Regions from separate parts of the Capsicum annuum genome. Here region 1 is linked to region 2. A link is a contact called in public Hi-C data. All regions are on one chromosome and are shown on one strand. The core of a region is the stretch at or near the end of the contact, and the rest is flanking DNA. Distances in the headings are between cores, read along the strand shown.

What was found. A called contact is a pair of places that touch in the nucleus more often than the background predicts.
Region 1: a Hi-C map of leaf shows a contact between it and region 2, with 2.5 times the contacts expected there. The contact joins two enhancer-like sites. A contact is called at or near these places in 2 of 5 Hi-C or Micro-C datasets (leaf and placenta).

Annotation. Positions count from the first base shown.
Region 1 is chr9:202,124,242-202,127,209 of UCD10Xv1.1, forward strand. It overlaps LOC107842184 (E3 ubiquitin-protein ligase COP1), which reads right to left. Exons shown (of 13, transcript XM_016685936.2): 11 at 2,938-2,968; 12 at 2,718-2,828; 13 at 2,221-2,645. The coding sequence ends at 2,475. Among protein-coding and RNA genes, the nearest start is that of LOC107842184, 13 kb to the right of the region's middle. Within about 2 kb of position 1,285, at least 5 of the 5 cell types and tissues checked have an H3K27ac peak or open chromatin away from gene starts, as enhancers often do. A contact at or near this core is called in leaf, where this site is marked.
Region 2 is chr9:202,028,300-202,031,482 of UCD10Xv1.1, forward strand. It overlaps LOC107842194 (fimbrin-5), which reads left to right. Exons shown (of 15, transcript XM_016685944.2): 12 at 3-160; 13 at 236-332; 14 at 778-869; 15 at 1,701-2,368. The coding sequence ends at 1,877. LOC107842193 (growth hormone-regulated TBC protein 1) reads right to left here. Exons shown (of 7, transcript XM_047396428.1): 7 at 2,838-3,183. The coding sequence ends at 3,094. Among protein-coding and RNA genes, the nearest start is that of LOC107842194, 8.7 kb to the left of the region's middle. Within about 2 kb of position 1,687, at least 1 of the 5 cell types and tissues checked has an H3K27ac peak or open chromatin away from gene starts, as enhancers often do. A contact at or near this core is called in leaf, where this site is marked.

The sequences.
Region 1 (2,968 bases), core at 35-2,534, 96 kb after region 2:
AGTGAAGTCCTATATATATATATATATATATATATATATATATAAAAAGGGTAGCCCGGTGCACTAAAGCTTCCTCGAACATCGCGTATAGCGGGAGCTTTAGTGCACCGGGTAGCCCTTTATATTATATATATATATATATATATATATATATCCCAACAATAACACTTGACCTAATTAACTCCATTTAATTCTTCTAATATGATGTTATATTAGCATCTATCGACAGAGCAGAATCATCAATAAGAAAAATTAAGTTATAAATATTATATTAAATGTCAACTATCTCATATTATTTGAGGGATAACTGTTTTATTGTTTGAGTGTTAATTCACGTTCAAAACTTCTTCAACACATTGATTATAATTTATAGTATTGGCACCTTGTGAAGACTCGGCTTATTAGAGTCGTTTTTCACATAGATTTCGTGGAAAAAAAAAAAATGGAGATTGTTTCAACTAAGAGTGTTGTTTATCAAATTGTTTTATTATTTCAACTTTAAACTTATTTTTAAAATAAGGGATTAGAAGTTTAAAAAATGCAGTTTAGGAATTTCTCAAAGTCCCACTCACAAAAATTCAACTATGTTTTCATGTTCAGATATCAATTTTCAACTTTAACTTTAAATATTACTTTGTTTTTCTCAAATATCACCAATTCATGTCCATGTGCCTACGAAGAAAGAGCATGGATAAGCCTCAATTAGAGTCAAAATTTAAAATTTATGAATTTTGAATTTAAGACAGATAAATTTATAGCACGTTTTAGTTTCAAATTTTACATTTAAATATTTATATAAATTTAATAAATTCTTTAACATAAATATGTTATTCGAAGCAAAACTCAGTAGGTTGGTCCGAATCCATACCTAATATTGTGTCTCCTCCCATGTGAATTTAGATTATTATGTCCTTTTGGTAGAACCTAGAAATCAACACCTTTACCTCCCTTTTTGTCCCTTCTTTCTTTTAGAGAAAATGACACACCAACCACACAGTTAATTGAATGCCCTATTATACTCTCAACAAAACTTTACTTCTTATCATATAACCAAATTAAAGACTCTTTCCAATCTATAAATACCATTCCACTCTGGAGTCTGGACACATTTTCTCATCACATAAGTCTTCCATGTTGGGTCAAGTGAAGGAAAATAAGTATGGGATCCTTTTAAGTTTTTGTGAAGTTTTTAGTTATCTTCTCATGACATCCATGGATGTACTTGACCAAGAAGAAATGGTGCTAAAAGTCATCGAGATTCATGAAATGAGGCATCAAGAGTCATCATCGTGACACATGCAGTGACGTTATCCTTCCTGAGCTTGTTCTTCTTATATTATTTTCTTTTCTTTTAGAATTCTTGAACGCTTGTTCGAGTTTTCTTGACCTTGCAAGCCCGTAATGTCTTGTATAATCCTCAAAATTGCAAGGTCACTAAAAGTTCTTGTATCTCTTCTATCCCTCCTGAGCTTTTTCTTCTAAAATATTAACCCATTAAGGTGTATCGCTTTTATGTTATATAGTGTAAAAAAAAAACCCTTGTTTCTTTCTCATCTTTGTACATGCATGCGTAGACAACTTTCCACATAAATTTGAAAAATCAATAACATTGCACTTACTTTCCACATAAATTTTTTCACTTAACAATGGCTCATAACGTGTACTTTCATCTCCATTTATTACTTACTTAATCACGACAGAATGGTGTCCGGTGTAAGCACTTGATGTTCACATGGAATCAATGATAACATGGCATATACATTTGTTCACTTAACAAAAGGTTCATAACATGCACTTTCATCTCGATGTATTGCTTTATCATGACAAAGAGTATCTTTTGATGCAAACACTTTGATGTTCACATGGAATCAATGATAACATTGCATATACATTTTATCACTTAACAAAAGGTTCACTTTCATCTCGATTTATTACTTTATCATGACAAAGAGCATCTTTTGATGCAAACACTAGAATGTTCACATGGAATCAATGATAACATCGCACATACTTTCCCACATTTATTTTTTTCGCTTAAATATGGTTGTTCATAACGTGTACTTTCATCTCGATTTATTACAAAGAACGTCACTTGATATAAACACTGGATACGAGTAAGTTTGTTCATGAAACCGATGTAAACACTGGATGCGAGTAAGTTTGTTCATGAAACAGTGTGTAAAACCGATCTACTTCAGCACACTCGACGGAAAAAGCAAAAAAGAAAAACCAAACTTTTGTCATTGTAGTATGTAACTCTGCCTGTGTCATTGAAGAGAAGTACATCCTTCTAAATTAACCAAGCCACTACAACTTGTGTTACATGTTTTAATATATATGAACACATTGACAAATATGGGGTAACCATGCCATCTTGATGGTTGAATAATAGATATCTACAGAAAAAAATTGAGTGTGAAATTCCATTTCACTATAAAATTTCAAGTGAATTCCAATCAAAGCATATTCTTAACTCAAGCTGCAAGGACTAGAACTTTTATAGTTCCCTGACTATTAGCAGCTAACATCGTTGGGCTATCGCTCTTCCAGCACACTGCGCTGATGAAATAAGATCCTGCATCTTCATCGGCTTCATCCACATCTGGGGCACCGAATCTATGCCAAGTCACAGGTTTGGAGATTGCCTATAGAATAAAAAATCATTGGTTAAAATCAAATACGATCAGCATTTCAATAAAGATTAAGAAGTCGCTAACCTTATGGTACACGAATACTTCATTTGTTTCACTGCCACATGAGAGGAATTCATTGTTCACCGAGAGACCAACGAAGTTTTTCTCATTCGTATGTCCTCTAAGTGTCCGAACCTTGAAAAAAAACTCGAATAGTGTTAGTTAGTTGTCATGAATAACTTATACCTTCTGTTCGAAGAAAATATTCCTCAATGAAGGATACTAGACTTGAAAGATGCCTTACTGGCAAATTCTCCTTTACATCCCACAATCGT
Region 2 (3,183 bases), core at 437-2,936:
AGCTTTTTTGTGGCAGTTAATGAGGTTTTCAATGCTCCAACTGTTGAAAAACTTGAAATTTCATGCCCTCGGGAAGGAGATAACAGATGCTGACATACTAAATTGGGCAAACAGTAAAGTGAAGAGTGTAGGAAGAAGATCTCAAATCGAAAGCTTTAAGGTGATGAACAAAGCTTTTTGATCCTGCTTTTGTCAACTTCTATTGCATGACAGCTGAGATGCTTTGTTTTGTTAGGACAAAAATATATCAAGTGGGAAATTCTTTCTCGAACTTCTGAGCGCTGTGGAACCAAGGGTCGTCAATTGGAGCCTTGTGACCAGGGGTAAAACTGGTACGCAAAGAGTTCGTAGACTCTTGAACCTGCCGCGGTTAAAAAGATCATAGCTTAATAGAAAGACACTCAAACTTGGCCTCAGCTGACAAGTAAACACTCCAACTTTGTATATGCACACTAGACACCTTAACTCGTTACCACCGTGTCAGTTGAACACTCCAACTTACAAAATGATCATCTTTACACTTGTAAAGTTTACGTGTCATATCAGTGTTGGGTGTCCACGAGACACAAATGAGGATGAGCTGGTTTATTTAATTGCCAGTTGAGACCAAATTGAGGTATCTAGATATGCAGTCTCAAAGTTGGAGTGCTTACTAGCCAGCTGGGGCCAAATTTGAGTGTGTGTATGTATTATGTGGTTAAGATTAAGGAAAGTCTGAACAATTAACTTTTGCTTTGGCTTTGAAGAAAAGTACTGATGTCACTGAATGCATTGCAGATGAGGATAAGAAGCTTAATGCAACTTATACAATCAGTGTAGCACGGAAACTCGGCTGCTCCATCTTTTTATTGCCAGAGGATATAATAGAGGTAAGAGATCAGATTGAAAAAAACGCGCGTTTGTGCTTGGTTGCATGTTGGATATGACACCTGATGAACATCCTTTGGTCAAAGTTTCTTTATATTTGCGCATACTTGGAAACAGCCTCTGGCAGAAATGCAAAGTAAGGTTGCGTACGATGCGCCCTTGTGGTGGGGCCCTTCCCCGGACACCGCGCATAGCGGTAGCTTTAGTGCACCGGGCTGCCCTTATAATACTTCACTCTGCATAGTCCATATTTCTAACTAGGGGCTGTTTGATCAGCTGAACAGAGTTTTGGCAGTACATATTGTATTAAACTTGCTTTATGCCGGGCCGATGAGATCATTTAATAGATTTTAACAACAATTACCTCTCAGTACCAAACAAGTTTGGGTCGACTATATGAATCAGCACTTACTTAATACATTAGAAGTTCTCTAAAAAGTCGAAAACCTATCCTCAACTAGAGCTATCACCTATATGATTCTTTTTCCTCCCTTGTGCTCCTATCTTCAGATAAGTCTGCAAAGCAGATCTATAACTTCAGGAAAAGGATTGACTTTGAGGGCTGGGAATAGGGGTCCGAGTCTGTACAATTGGTTGTCGGTAACTGGTCGAGCTTGGTGCGTGCCGGTTAAGTTCCCCAACAGCCAACTCAGAATTGGTACAGACGAGGTGTTGCAATTCTTTCATGAACTTAGGAGCTGTTTGATGCAACTAAAAACTTAAAGACTCTAGTGTAAAGCATTTTTGTTAGTGCCATGTAATAGCACAACCATTGCCACTTTGCTATAGAATCCACCCTTTTTCTTGAAACTAAATCAGCTTTTACCACTCAGGTGAACCAGAAGATGATGCTGACACTCACAGCAAGCATCATGTACTGGAGCTTGCAAAAAAAGACTGAAAATTCTGAGTCTAACACTCCGGAAAATGGCGGTTCGGATGCATCTCCAACAGCAACTCCTGATGTTGGCATTTCTTCCACAACTTCTGAAGTGGAAGAAGAAAGATAGAATTTGAAGAAATGGAATATATATTTATGTTTTTGTTAAGGTCTCTTCTGATGTGATCTCAGTTTTGCTTCCAAGGGGACATGTCTAATGAAGTTGGTTAATAGGGCAGTTCATTTTTTTCTATTTTCTTCGATCTGGTATTCGGTACTCACGGGCCCAACTAATCCACATGCTCAAACCCGAAACCTCTGGGAAAGGACCAAGGGATTCTATCCGCCCCACCACAACTCGTGATGGGTTATATATAGGGAAGTTAATTAAATGCATCCTTTACTATTTAGTATTTACTACACAAACCTGGTGAGGTGGGAAGCTGGGAGAAGTGAAGACAAGTAAATCGTACTCCCATTTTGCTCAATTTTACTTGTCACATTTTGGTTCTCGAGAGTCAAACTGTATGGACTTTGGCCAACATTTTAAATGTTAATCTTGAGCCAGTTTCAGTAATAGTTCACACTGCAATATAAAAGAATAAATTCTTTTCTTCTCCATCTTCTTTTTGTTTTGCTTTTTGGTAATAGGCAGAGAAATGGATCAAGTTCACTCTGTTCTGTTAAAGCTGTAATACTGCCAGAGGCAGATTCAAGATTAGAATAACTGGGTTCAAGAAAGGTCATTATTATAAATTAAATTTATTTCTTAACAAAGCTACTGTGTTCTGCTGAAACTGTAACTTCAATGATAGATACACCCCCTCAATGTGTCATGCTAATTATCATATTTTGGATTTATTTTGCTAATGATTTTTAATCTCATACAATAATAACAAAAATACCATGGTGGATTCATTAAGTAATCATATATATATATAGGCACTCTCAAAATTATGGACTTACCTGCTACCTGATTCTAATTTTAAAATAGTGGTTTGTGCTTGTCATATCATTTTATGCATAGGTTATTTCTCAAGGAAACAAATTTTTTTAAGTGCTTTTTACCAAGTAGCACAATCTACAATAATTTCATTCCTGAAAGTATGCAAAACTGAATTAAGTAAACAAGGGGAAAGAATATAGGATTAGCATACAACAGTTCAAAATTTACACTTTTGAAGATCTACAACATAAATAAACACAAGAGGACTCTCAAGCTGCTGTCTAGCTCATTGCTTTATGAGCAAAAAAGTTGATTTCCTAAAAGGGCAGCATGCCCTTACAGAGATACATATGTGTATGCATATATATATACTACAACTACTAAGTTTCCATCATAAAAACTATTGTTCATCGTCCGCTTTTATGGAATTTAACCGCCTTAGTCTCTGATCGAGCTCTGCCATGACTGCCGGTTCCTGCTTTTTTCTCTG